Regions from separate parts of the Dromaius novaehollandiae genome. Here region 1 is linked to region 2. A link is a contact called in public Hi-C data. All regions are on one chromosome and are shown on one strand. The core of a region is the stretch at or near the end of the contact, and the rest is flanking DNA. Distances in the headings are between cores, read along the strand shown. Region 1 overlaps SMNDC1 (survival motor neuron domain containing 1). Region 2 holds the start of MXI1 (MAX interactor 1, dimerization protein).

Region 1 (6,497 bases), core at 566-3,065, 61 kb after region 2:
CATAACAGAAGCCCTAAATTTATCTTCTGCCTAATTTTACAAGAATACAGTGACTTTTCCTATAAACAGAATCTGATGTTCTTTATTTAGGCAATTTGGCCCTATAATAAACACACACATGTGCACACATGCGTGCACATACAGCTCCCTCCTAAGCTCATTCTGGCAAGGCCTCCCTCTGTAAATTAGATCTCTGATGGGCCTTTTTGCTACAGGCAAACCCATTAAAAAGACCATCGAGCATTTTCCTTCTTTTGACACAAGTGTATTACAGTATGTCATCTTGCGTCTGCAGACAAGGTGGAGATGACTATCTGGCTGCATTAGTCATGGTTATCCTTTGGCGAGTTGTCACTTGAAGGTCATTTTAACGTCCATGCTATTAGAGGCATGTCATTGACGGAAGGTGGTCTCAAATTGGTCTGTCATGAAATCTGTCTGTCACTAGAAATGGGGTTAACTATATGGACGTAGTATTTTCCAGATTTTGTTACTGGCTTTTCATGTTGTTCGTTTGCTAAGATCTGTTTCTGGACTGTGAGCTCCAGCCCCCCAGTTTTTCTCTTCTTTGTCCTCCTTTGCTTGCTGCTCCCTATTTGTACTCTGTTTCCGTGTTGCCCCATTGAAATGGCTGAAATACTTGCTTTTTGGCTTCAGTGCAAGTGGTATCAGTTGTGTGCACTAAATGGAGAAGTCTTCCCCCCCCCCCCCCCCCCCCCCCGATCATAAGCTTTTGTTGTTGAATATTCCCTGGCACCAGCCCTAGGCCATTGGAAGGAGAAACTTGGGAAACTTTCTGGAAGATGATGGTAAAAGCCCAGACTTCATTCTGAGCTTAGGGAGGTGGTAATAATATTTTTAGAGAAGAATTCTATAAGCAATGGCATTAATATTTGGGATTTTTTCCTGGGGCCGTGTCCTGGAGACGGGCTCTCTGGTGAGTGATGCTGTGCTCTGAGCAGTGACCGGAACTTCCCTGCGTCCGAGGACGGAGGCAGGGAGGGGAGCGTGGCTGACTCCGCGCTGTGTTTTCCTGTGGAGCTGCGTGTTATGGAGAGGCTAATTGCGGATAACGCACGCGGACTGACGCCCGCTGCTCTGCCCCTTTCCTCCTGCAAAGCGGACTGATCCGTTCGGCCGTTAGGCAGAAGCAGGAATAGAGAAGGTATTGGTGCTATGGCTGCAGCACTAGCTGCTTAGTATTTAGGGTTCCTGTTGTGGTGTTGCTGTGTTCAACCAAAGCCGAAGTCGTGTCGCAGCTCCGAGGACGCCCGTGGGAGCACGTTCTCCCGTGCTTTGCCCCTCGCGCCGGGGGCTCGGCAGCGAGGAGCGATGGTCGGTCTGAGGCCCCTCCGAAAGGTGCGAGGATGGGGAGCTGCTGAGCAGCCCCTGGGGCGGCCGTGTCCTTTGCGGTGTACACGCCCAGGTGCTGAAAGGCTGAGTCAGGCCGTGCCGCTGGCCTGACAGACGCAGAGGAAAGGGGCCATTTCTGGTTGGGAGCTGCGGGCTGGGAAAGCTTGCATTTGACAGGGTGAAGGAGGGACACCTGGGAGGCAGGACATACTGATGTGGGCTGTAGTGCTCAGCTGCTTGGTCTGTAAGAGATGTTTTGGTAGGTCAAAGGTGCAAAATGTCATTTTCTTTCAGAAATATTTTCAGTGTTAAGCATGCTAAAAGGGCTATTGGAAGTATTTAAGTTATTTCCTCCTGCAGCGCAAGCAAAATTCAGCCGCTTTGGCTGTAGCACCCACGTGAGGCCAGGAGGCAGAGTTGCCGTGGGAGGAGGTGGTGGCTCTCCCCCGTTCTGGGCTGGCGGAGGCAGAGGGAGCCTCAGGCTTTGCAGGTGGCTTTCCCGTGGCTCGGGCTCGGGAGCGCTGCGCTCTCCCCGTGCTGCTGGATGGTGCCCTCCTGCGCATCAGGGAGCTGAAGGGGGTGGGGGGTGTGAAGGGAAGGAGGGGTGGGGGTTGGCGGCTGAGCTCGGCCTGCAGGGTGGCGTTTGGCAAACCCTGGCCCACCGAGGCAGGGGCTTACATGACCTTTGCCTGTTGGGATTCTCTGCTCTCAAGTAATTAGGCCAAATGCAAATCCATGCAGCTGCTTAAAGGGCCTCAGTACTGCCTTGCTTGGGACCACACAGGCAGCAGAACATTTCCAAATGTGGCCTGTTGCTTTCGAACACGCTGGTTTCCAAAGCAGGCTAGTGGGGTGAGCTGATTAATTTGGCCTTGAACAAGTCATTCAACCTCTTGGTGCCTCTGTTTCCTTACCTGTAAAACATGGACTGTAGTCTGGAGAGCTGCAGCCATGCAAGTGAGGCTTCATGCTAATATGGCACTTTCAGGAAATAATCAAGCGAGGCACAGGATTAAATTTGGTTTGTGTTCAGCTAGCCAAGGGAAGGTAGGTGGCTTCAGGACACTTCTAAGGAGTGTAGAATGGCCCTGAATGTGCTCACATGCTGGAGAAGCTGAGCAAAGCTGAGCTGAGCAAAGAAATTGTGCAGTGAGAGGAATGACGATTCACTGGCTCTGAGCACTAGTAATAATGCTAGATCTCACCTCGGGGGCGCTCCCAGCTGGGAAGTTTCTAAGATTATCTGGGATGTTCTCTCATACTGAGCTGAATGTAGCATCTATGGATCTGGAGGGCGCTTTGGCACTTCCTCCTTCCTTCCAGTAAGCAGTGGCTCAAGTGTGCCTCTTCTACAAGGTGTTAATTACAGAGGTAGTTTGAGAGACACCGGATTTAGCATTCATCTGTTCTTCCCCCTGTGATTCCCAGTGAAAGAGAAGTTGGGCAGAGAAGCCGTTCTTTGCAGGCACAGTTAGCTGTAGGCCAAATTCACCCCCTTTGTAATGTCCCATTGAGTTCATGCACTTCAGCAGGGATTAGTTTTTGTCTTGAGGGACATTGTGGCAAAACAGGGTAAGCCAGCAAAGGAATTTAAATCATTTTATGGTGGTTTTAACATTGTGGTTGCTAGTCAGAATGCATATAGACAGAGTTGTATTACATTAAGAAATAAATTTGACTTGAGCTACCAGTGATTTAGCCAGTGTTCAGTGTAGCTAAGGCTAGGAAACTCTTTCCCTTGAACTATACCCCCCCCCCCCAAAAAAAAAGACTTGTCTTAAAAAATTGTTTGGGATCTCCTCCTCTCCCCTTTGATGGGCTTGATTGGAAAAGCAAAAGCTGTTGCCTCTTCTGAAGCAATGGGCAACTGTACAATACAGCACTTACCACCTTACAGACTACAGGTTAAAAATGTAGTGTTTAAAACATAGCATCAATTGTACTCACTGAAAATGTCTCATTGAGAAGTAACATCACCTTTCAATCTAGGCGAGAGCAAGATGTTTCCAGACCTATTCTGTCAGCATCCATCCTAGGAAAGCTTTGTTCTTCTGTGTGGACTGGGGAATCCTTGTGAAGGAAGCTCAGCTTAGAAGGATGATTCTTTACAAAAGGCAATAATGTGAATGCTTTTGTGTAGCACAGGCTTCATTTTGACTGTAGGTTTTGACATTTCAGTAAAAAGTTGTTTAAACAGTTGCTTAAATGTAAGTTAATGGGTAGCTTGTTCAGTTATATGCATTGATGTTTATCATAGTTCTGATGCAACTGCCCCTCCCTGTTTGTAACCTGAGTATAACTGAAGCTTTTTGGAGCTCAGATAAAGCCTGGACAAATTGCAATGGAAAGAGCATCACCAGCTGCAAGGCAGTAGTACTTCAGTTGGGCCTGGCTGGAGCACGTTCCCTGTTATCCCGTGCTTTCTGCGAGCATAAGGAAGACACACAAGAATTAGGTGATTGCTACTAGCTTGAATCAGTACTTTGGCAGTTCTTTGTGGAACAGAACATCAATGGGAAGTGTATGTTTGCCTTCTAAACATCCCCACTGGTGAACTGCAATCTTGTAAGTAGGTTTGAAATCCATTGTATTTCCAAATCTCTTGGGTGTCAAGCAGCTACAGAAATGCAAGTTATACAGTAATCTTAACTCTGCTGTAAGAGAAAGCAAAGGAGAAATGGATTTCTATGCCATGAAACTTGTACTTGCCCCTATAGCTCCTCTTTCCTCTTTATTTCCAGTGTCTGACGCTTCTGCTAAAAGCTAGTAATGTTTGAAACAGGACAGATGATGTGACTGCACCATCACAGCATTGACAATGGCTACTCTTAAGATGGGTAAAAATCACAAGTATTGACATCTGAACAGTTACTGAGCAGTCTCAGATTTGAGAGTCAGGTTTGTGCTGTTATAATTTTCCCAAATAGATTACAACTTGTGTGATTGCTACAGGAACTAGATAATCTACTACAGCCTCCATCTGCTCTGAGGAAGAAACATGCCTCACATGCTCCCTGTCTTGCACAGCCCCCTTCTCTGAAATAAACAACTCTATTCTTTGACAAAAGAAGTATTTTCCTAAAGTGTTTCTAGCTTAGTGTGAATTTATTTGTGCTTTTTTTTTTCCCCTCTGAATCAGTCTTTTGTAAGCTTCCCTGGTGTTTTCCTTAAGTGTCCCAATGCATACTGTAGCCACTTGCTATTTTGAGAAGCAGAATAAGACACACTGATTAGTGCTCTGCCTGGCAGAAACTTTTTTTTTGCCCGGGGGGGGGGGGGGGGGGGTGCTACACCTCTCTCTAGTGCAAGTAAGGTACTCACAGATGATGGTGCACTTTTCCATCATTTGAAGATGAGTGCTTTCTGCTGTGGATAACTGTAACTTTGTCAAAAATATACAAATAAATTTTATGATATTTTATGTAGAAGAAGTAGGTTTCATTCCTCTGTATTTATCTGATTTTTGAGTCGCTTAACACTAACATTTCCTCCTTCATTTCAGTATTTCTGAAGTACTAATGGGATTTTGCTAGCACTGTGGTAGATGTTTATTCTGCTTGTAGAGAACCAAGTCAATGCAAAGTGCGATTTCCAGAGAATCAAATTTCTTACTGTTTAGACCAGCTAATAAGACTGGGAAAGAGAGGGAAGAAAAAAAAAGTTTCAGCCATGTACTTCGGGTCACTTCAGCTGCTGTGAAATAGATGTTACTAAGGCAGTGTTCCAAAGCTGGCCTACACAAGAAGTGACCCCATTTAATCAAGTGGCATGAGGAATAGCTGCATGAACAAGTTTATCTGTTGTTTTTTTATTATTATTAAACAGTGGTCTAAAAGTATTCTCTCTCCCTCAGATTAGACCACCACAGCTACAGTGGTATTACTGTATCACAACATATTCCAGGTAAGGCATTTAGAAAAGGCCTTTTATCAAAGGTTTGTTGCAGCAGTGTTTCTCTGCAGCGTCCAACAGAAAATTACAGCCAAGTCATTAGGCAGTCCAGTGTGGGAGAGAGGTCACTAATAGATTATGTAGGAAAAGTACTATTTCTTTTGAATAAAGTCAAAACAATCAGATGTGTACTAGCTTTGCTAAACTTTTGGGGAGAGGATCAGCAAAAACAAAGAGACCCTGGAGACCAGCTATTTTTACTTAGGGCTAGACTGTCTGTCAGCATAAGGCAGGCTCCCCTGTCCAGTTGCCTTCTGGTGACTCACTGTACCTTAAGTTCTCTTCAGGACTCGTGAATGAGCAGTCCTGTGATATACCACTTACTATAGCGAAAGATGAGCAATCCTAAGTGCATGTAATGCATGGTTTAAGTCTCTTTCTCAGAAGGCTTTATTATTAACACAACTCCAATCAGATGGAGTTAAGGAAAGGCTCACACAGAGCTTTCCCAAATTCCAGTTTTGTGTATTTTATCATGTTTCCTGTTCTAACTTGGATAAGATGTTGCTTTTGATTCGCAACAGTGATACAGCCCCTCAGCCACCTGCCAAAACCAGCTTACCTTTCTCAACAGATAGTTGCGTGTGTTGCTAAACTAGCACCTATTTGATGTCACTGCTGAGCCATGTCTCTCTAGGCTGCAGGCTGTAGTACAGACTCTTTCTAAAAAGCATTAGGATTTTTCCACACTTTCCCTCAGATTAGCTTACTGTAAGTTAGAGTTTTTCTAGGCAAAAGAAAATTTAAACCCCCTGCTATCAGTGAAGACCCAGGAATTAGGCCAAAATTTAATCTTGCAATGACTGTGAAGTACTTTTGATTCATTTTGAGCATCTCATTCTATATACCCAGCATTTTCTGTCTGTCTTATATCACATCAGAAAATTCTGTATTTATGCTTATACTGATCATTCACTGTACCAAGCTATGTGCACTTCTACTTTGCCAAATATATCCAGGAGATTTTAAACACTTTATTTAATAAAAGTTAAACATACAAAACTGAAATTAACACACTTTGTATTCATAAAAATCACCTTCTCCCATTAATAGGGAGAACCTTTTTCTATGTATGGATTCTAAACTACCAGTTGCAGATTTTAGCTTGAGTTGCGACTCAGGTAACTGATGGATATTTCCACCAATCAGTGCATCAACAATCGCTGACGTGACCTGATCTAGTTAACAAATTA
Region 2 (5,939 bases), core at 1,017-3,516:
GGACGGCGAGCGTTGAACGCTGTGAAGCTGTAACCAAACGCGGCAGGGAGGCCGCGCCGAGCGGGAGCCCTCTGCTTTCGGGGGGCTTTTGCCAGTTTTGAGATAGCACCAGGGTCAGATGGAGGCATCAGCCAGGAGACCCACGCGGCACGAGGCGAACGGAAGGGCTGAAGAAACCCCTTCTCCCCATGCCCAGCGCCGGTTTCTTGTTCCAGCCTCTTCAAACACCCTTGCTTGTCTAGTGGGCAGCAACAAAGCCGAGGTTTGAACCATTAACCCTGCCTGGCTTTAGTCTTATTTTAAAGCTGGTAAGAGCCAACATTCAACCAGAATATGCCGTGCACGTTGTTAGAGTTTATTTGCGGGCATTCAGCAGTGTTTACATCCCGTATGTAATCGTAGCTGTTCAAATATTGATCTCCCGGCGGGCAGGTCGTCAGAGTGCCGTCGCTCCCCGGCCGCCGGCGTGGCTGCTCCCTCCCGGGCCCGGTTCGCGGCGCCGGCTCCACATGGCCCCGGCACAGGCGCAGCAGGCAGCACCGTGTGTAGCGACCGGGGCGATTCGCTTGGGACCAGGCGCTACCCCAGGCTGCCCGAGCCAGCACTGCATTTCAGCCGATTTCTGCGTCCCGCTCGCCCGGCGGGAGGCACCGCTTCAGGGCTGCTGTGAATACCTGCACACTTCCCTTCGTTTAAAATGCGCACAAAGCAAAAAGGGAGGGAGAGGGGAAATAGTACTGATGATTTTTGTCTGCTGGGCATTTTAGTTTTAAAAGCAACTTCTGAGGCGCACTAAAAACTTTCTCTGCTTTTCCTTTCGGTCTCTTCTTCGGGTTGCAACCGGACGGGAGGGCTTTTACGCGCTGCCAGCAGCCAGGTTACTCTCTCAGAGCAGCAAAGCAGAAACACTGTTTTGTGTTGCTCATGAGGAAGAGCTAACCGTGCGCTGTGTTTCCGCATTGATGCATTTTGCACTGTTAAAATATTTCCACTTAATAGTGATGCTACCAATGGGATACTTCCACCTGCGCACGCCCGAGCCAGGGCGCCAAGCGGCTGCCGCGAGCGGAGCACAACCCGCCCCGCTCTCGCCGAGACCTGCTCAGGCCGTCGGCACGGCCGGCTCACGCGATTCTGGGAAAACACATTTATTGGAGACATCAACAGCGTGAGAAAGCAGCAATGTCTTGGCGAGGGAAACTGGTGCTGGGAGCCTCGGGGGGGTGCAAAGGGGCTGCACGCGTGCATCGCCCCCCCCCCCGTCCTGAAGCACACAAATGGCTTAATAGCTGGAAAATTAAAATTAAGTGGGGCACGTTCCCGTAAGGAGAAATGCACGGAGCATGTTAGTCTTCACCCTGAGTGTGAATTAAATATCTTTGGCGGTGCAAATTTGGCTGTGCTCTTAGCGCAGCACACGTGCGCGTGTATTTTTGACAGCTGCCTCTAATTTGCTAGATGTGATTACGAATTGATTTTAGGCTTTGGCATTGTAACTTCCCCGCTCCTAAAGGATTTACAGCACCTCTTACCTCTCCCCGTTACCTGAAACCCTCTCGGAGCTGCAGCGAGCGGGTTACAGGCTTTCGCTCCCGCCATCCCTCTCCAGCGGCCGAAAGGGCCGTCTGTGCTCGCCCCCCGGCTGCGCAGACCCACGCGCGTGAGCGCAGCACTGCTGGGGGTCTTCCAGGCGGGCAGGGACACCACCAACGTCCGGACGGCTCCTCTCCTCCCATCGCCCCTCTGCTGGCGCAGCAGCTGCTCTCGGTCGCTGCGAGGTACCTTGCAGTCCTGCTAACCCTGGGTCCTACTCGACTTCATTCCCCTGCGATTGTCAGAGAAAATATTTAACGTGGAGGGTAAAGTGTGTATGTATGTGTGAGTGTATATATATGCATATATGAATCTGAAGTTCCTAAAGTTCTCGTGAAAGCGTCTTTGCAATTCCCATTTTCGTGTTACCCTTCCCAAGACTGTTATGTTCCTCTGCTGCCTCTACTAGGGGAAAAAAAGTCTGTGCAAATGTTGTTTAAGGAAAACAAAAAACAAGACAAAAAGCGCCCGTAAGATACTTTCCGCTACGCACACTTTACATACACACACGTACACGCACACGCACCAGCCGCGGCGGGCGGCAACCGCGGGGCACCGCGCACGGCCCCGCCGCCCCGGCCGAGCCCCCGCACAGCCCCGGCGCCGAGCGGCCCCGCGGCGGCTCTCCGCAGGCGCGGCGGGGCGGGGCGGGGCGGGGCGGGGCGGCGGGGCGGGCCCGGCGGCGGCGGCGCCGTCTGGGGGAGCGGCGCAAAAGCGGCGGCAGCGCTAGGACCGCGGCGCCGCCGGGCGCAGCCGCGCAGGCAGCGCACCCGCGGAGGGCATGGGGAAGCGCGGGCGGCCGCGCAGGGAGCCGCGGGGCGCGGCGCGCTGCCCGCTCGGGGACATCGTCAACACGGGCGCGGCGGCGGCGGGCACCTTCCTGCGCAACGTGCAGGTGCTGCTGGAGGCCGCCAGCTACCTGGAGCGGATCGAGAAGGAGAACAAGAGTAAGCGCGTCCGTCCTCCGCGGGTGCGGGGCGGGCGCGGGCTGTGCGCGTGTGTGTGTGCGCGCGGCGCGTCCCCCCCGCTTGTTTTCAGGGGAGAAACAAACTTGCGGCTGTGAGCGGCGCGGCCGCGGCGGCTCCGAGAGCGGCGACACGTCCGCGCGGAGCCGCGCAGGAAGCGCCCGGTGCGGCGGCGGCGGTGCGCGCGGCGCCCGTCTCGTCCCCCCGCTCCCGCGGAGCCGCCCCCGGGCGGGCGGGGGGGGGGGGCCCCGCGGCGGCGGACAAAGGGCCGGGCCGGGCCGTGCGCGCCTGCGGAGCGCCAGCGCCGGCCCGGACCCCGCAGCCCCGCCCCGCCCCGCCGCGGGCGCGTGGTTCGCACATGGAGCCGAGCCCGGCGCGCTCATTGGCGGCGGGCGCCCCGCGGGGCGGGGCTGGGCGCGCCGCTCCTCCAATGCGCGGCGGCGGTGTCCCCCGTGACGTCACGCGTTGCTGAGCCGGGCGCGGGCACTCTTCCCCCCCCCTTCCCCGCGGGTGCCGCCGCGTCCCCGAGGCGAACGGCGCCGAAACCCCCCGCTTTCTCCTTTATTCATGCCATCATTTTCCCCCCTTTTCCCCGTTTTTTTTCCTCTTCGCTTTGTCCTCTCTCCGCGGAGCGTGGCCTCTCTTGCTGCGGTCCCCTTTCCGCGCAGCTCCGCGAGGCAGCGCGCCCCTCACCGCGGCGGGAGCCTGCCGCGGCCGCGCTGCGCTGGGCTGCGCGCTCCCGCGGCGAAAAACAGCGACGCGGAGGAGCCAGGGTGCTTTAAACAAAAAAAAAAAAAAAAAAAAAAAAAGTTGAATTCACGTTTATTCCCTCACGTGCCGCACGTGAAAATCTCCTTTCATAGAAGCTTCTGCAAAACCGTAGGTTTTACTTGCCAGCAGGGCGCTTTAGGTTGCGACGCCCCGCGTAGCCCCGTCTCGGCCGGGCCGTGCTGGATGCGCCGTTCAGAGCGTCGCCGCCGTAACGCGGCAGTTTTTCCGTGTTGCCCCCAAACAAAGAGGAATGCTGCTGGAATTGGAGTAGAAACGGCCTCAGTGCAACGCTCCGCTGTGCTGGGAAGGAGCTGCGGGAGGCTGTGCCCCAACACACATACTATACGTAGCCTGACTGAGAGGGTATCTGCCCTTTAGCTGGTGGAGCAGCAGCGACTGCTCGGTGCACCCCTCGCTGGCCGGCTCGCAGCGGCACCCACCACGTCTGCTCGCCCATCTCTGCCCTCTCCCACCTAGCAATTAGCGGCGGCAGCGGGGGGGGGGGGGGGGGGGGAAATGCACCGAGTTTGGTGCTGGAGCCTGTGGGCCGGCCCGGCTCGGTGGCAGGTGGCTCACAGCTCGCCCGCAGGACGCGGAGGTCCCTCGGCCGGGCGGTTACGCAGGCCCTAATTAGGCGTTTTGGTGTTACTCCCATCCTGCCGGCGGCTGAGTCACGGCCCTGCTGCGTGGGGTGCTGCACGCGCGTGGGGTTGGGGGCCCTGCCCCGAGGAGACGCGCTCGGGAAAAGCGGAGGCAGCAGTCGCGCGGAACGGGCGAGGGGACGGGAGCGAGGCGCTGGGCTTGCCAGGAGCCCCGTGAGAGGTGGCGGCATCCCTGCCCTCTCCGGGTGGCCTAAAGCACACGTGTCCCCTCTCCAGGTGGGAGAGGAGAAGCCACGGGGCCCTTTTCGGCCCCCCGAACGCAGCCGTTCCCAGCCCTGCCTGCAGGCTGGGGGTGCTGGGTGCTCAGTGCAGCCTAGGGCAGGGTTCGCAATTCAGTCTGTAGTTTTCTAGCTGTTTGGTGCCCACTGAGAAATAGGGTGAGAATTTTCTCATCAGTCCCTCTTACGTACATCTGTAGATCCCACACCCCGTTGTCGCAGTCATAGGTAGTAGCAGAGGGGCCACGAGCCACTTTGGTCGCGTGGAAGCAGAAGTGCAAGGCTGGGAGCTGAGGAGCAGAGCTCGATGTGCTGTCGGGCTGCGGGAACAGGAGATGACCCTTAGCAGTGCCGCTTCAGCGCCTCTCCCCAGCTGTAAAATCACCATCTTTGCATTCACTTTCCTTTTTAAAAATTGGAATATGTAGCTCTCTGCAAAATTGTCTGTATTCCAGCACAGTGACTGGGTGGGCTACAGTTGTGTTATCAAACCGCCCTAGTAAAATGGAGTATTTTAGCTACCAAAGTATAACTGAATTATTTTTCCAGTTGAGCCTCTGGAAATGAGTAACACTGCTGACTTGCTGCTTGATGTAGTTCTCCTGGCAAGACCACAAAACCCCATCCTAGCACACCTTGCTAACTGACAAATACATGTTTCCAGATGACCTGTTTCTTGAAATTTAAGCTTGGTATCAAAGGAATAGAAACATCACATGAAAAATTACAGTGGCTGTTTTCAGAAATGAAAGGTCTGCTGAGGGCAACTCTGTTGGTGTGTTGGTAACCTCTGCAGGTGGCTTCTCGTGAATTAACATGGCTAGAAATATGTAGCAGCTGTGAAAGCAGCTGAAATGCTGGAGCTTGGAAGCTGTTGTTAGAGGGACTTGGGGTTTAGCATGTGCCCAGTGCTACCTCTGGGTATGTGGACTCATGCTTGTGTCACCAGGAGTTGCATAAACATGTGATGAATTCTTCGGATATGATGCCTTACCTGTAATAGTCATGGTATGTAATATATACTGTTTTTACTACGGATACAGACATCTGTTGCCATATCCTCTTCCTAAAGCATGAAGGCAAGCAAACAGCTGTCCATGACAGTGATGTCCTCGTCTGCGGGCCCAGTAGAGGTGTGCACACATGAGACAGCTGACTTTGTCTCCTAGCAGAAGATAGCGAGAACCTCTGTCTGGCTTTTGAGTGCTGGCTGTGTTTACTGACCTTCTGACCAGGAATAGCAAAAGGGAAACCTCAGATTTGTGCTTTGCTACTGAAGAAGAGGAAATCAGAGCCTTGTGGATGTGTTGGCAGAATCTTCTTCTTGCAGCTCCTTCCATTGGCTATGAGTTGTTTTGGGTCTTTTTCTTTGTCAAGCCAAGGTAAAGACCTAACAGAAACCTGTAATTAGCAGAGTGCAGAGGGAGCCAAAACTGCCTTTGGTTTACGTGCAGAGCTCCTATTGAATCAACGAGAGCTGAATATGTGGCTCAAGGTCAGTATAGATGGTCTTAGATCTTACAGTGATGTGATATATGGGGCAGCACAAGACTCCTTTATGTTTTTCATCCAGCTCACAGTAAACCCCCTTCATCCCTCCTGGGTCATGACCTGGCCACAGTGATTCATGTGTTAACCACTTCCAGGTTGGGTGATTTTGACTCATGCTGTTTAGACCTTGTCATAAAATTCAGAAGGAAATCACGCAGTAGAAATGACAGGGCAGAGGT

Evidence for each region. Hi-C and Micro-C count contacts between places; a contact is called where the count stands out from the background.
Region 1: a Hi-C map of ovary shows a contact between it and region 2, with 3 times the contacts expected there. The contact joins the enhancer-like site here to the promoter of MXI1 in region 2. A contact is called at or near these places in 4 of 4 Hi-C or Micro-C datasets (blood, brain, liver and 1 more).

The regions. Positions count from the first base shown.
Region 1 is chr6:36,949,511-36,956,007 of bDroNov1.hap1, forward strand. It overlaps SMNDC1 (survival motor neuron domain containing 1), which reads right to left. Exons shown (of 6, transcript XM_064514210.1): 6 at 6,259-6,497. Among named protein-coding and RNA genes, the nearest start is that of SMNDC1, 14 kb to the right of the region's middle. Within about 2 kb of position 1,816, at least 1 of the 2 cell types and tissues checked has open chromatin away from gene starts, as enhancers often do.
Region 2 is chr6:36,888,170-36,894,108 of bDroNov1.hap1, forward strand. MXI1 (MAX interactor 1, dimerization protein) reads left to right here and starts at 2,267. Exons shown (of 6, transcript XM_064514208.1): 1 at 2,267-2,540. The coding sequence starts at 2,375.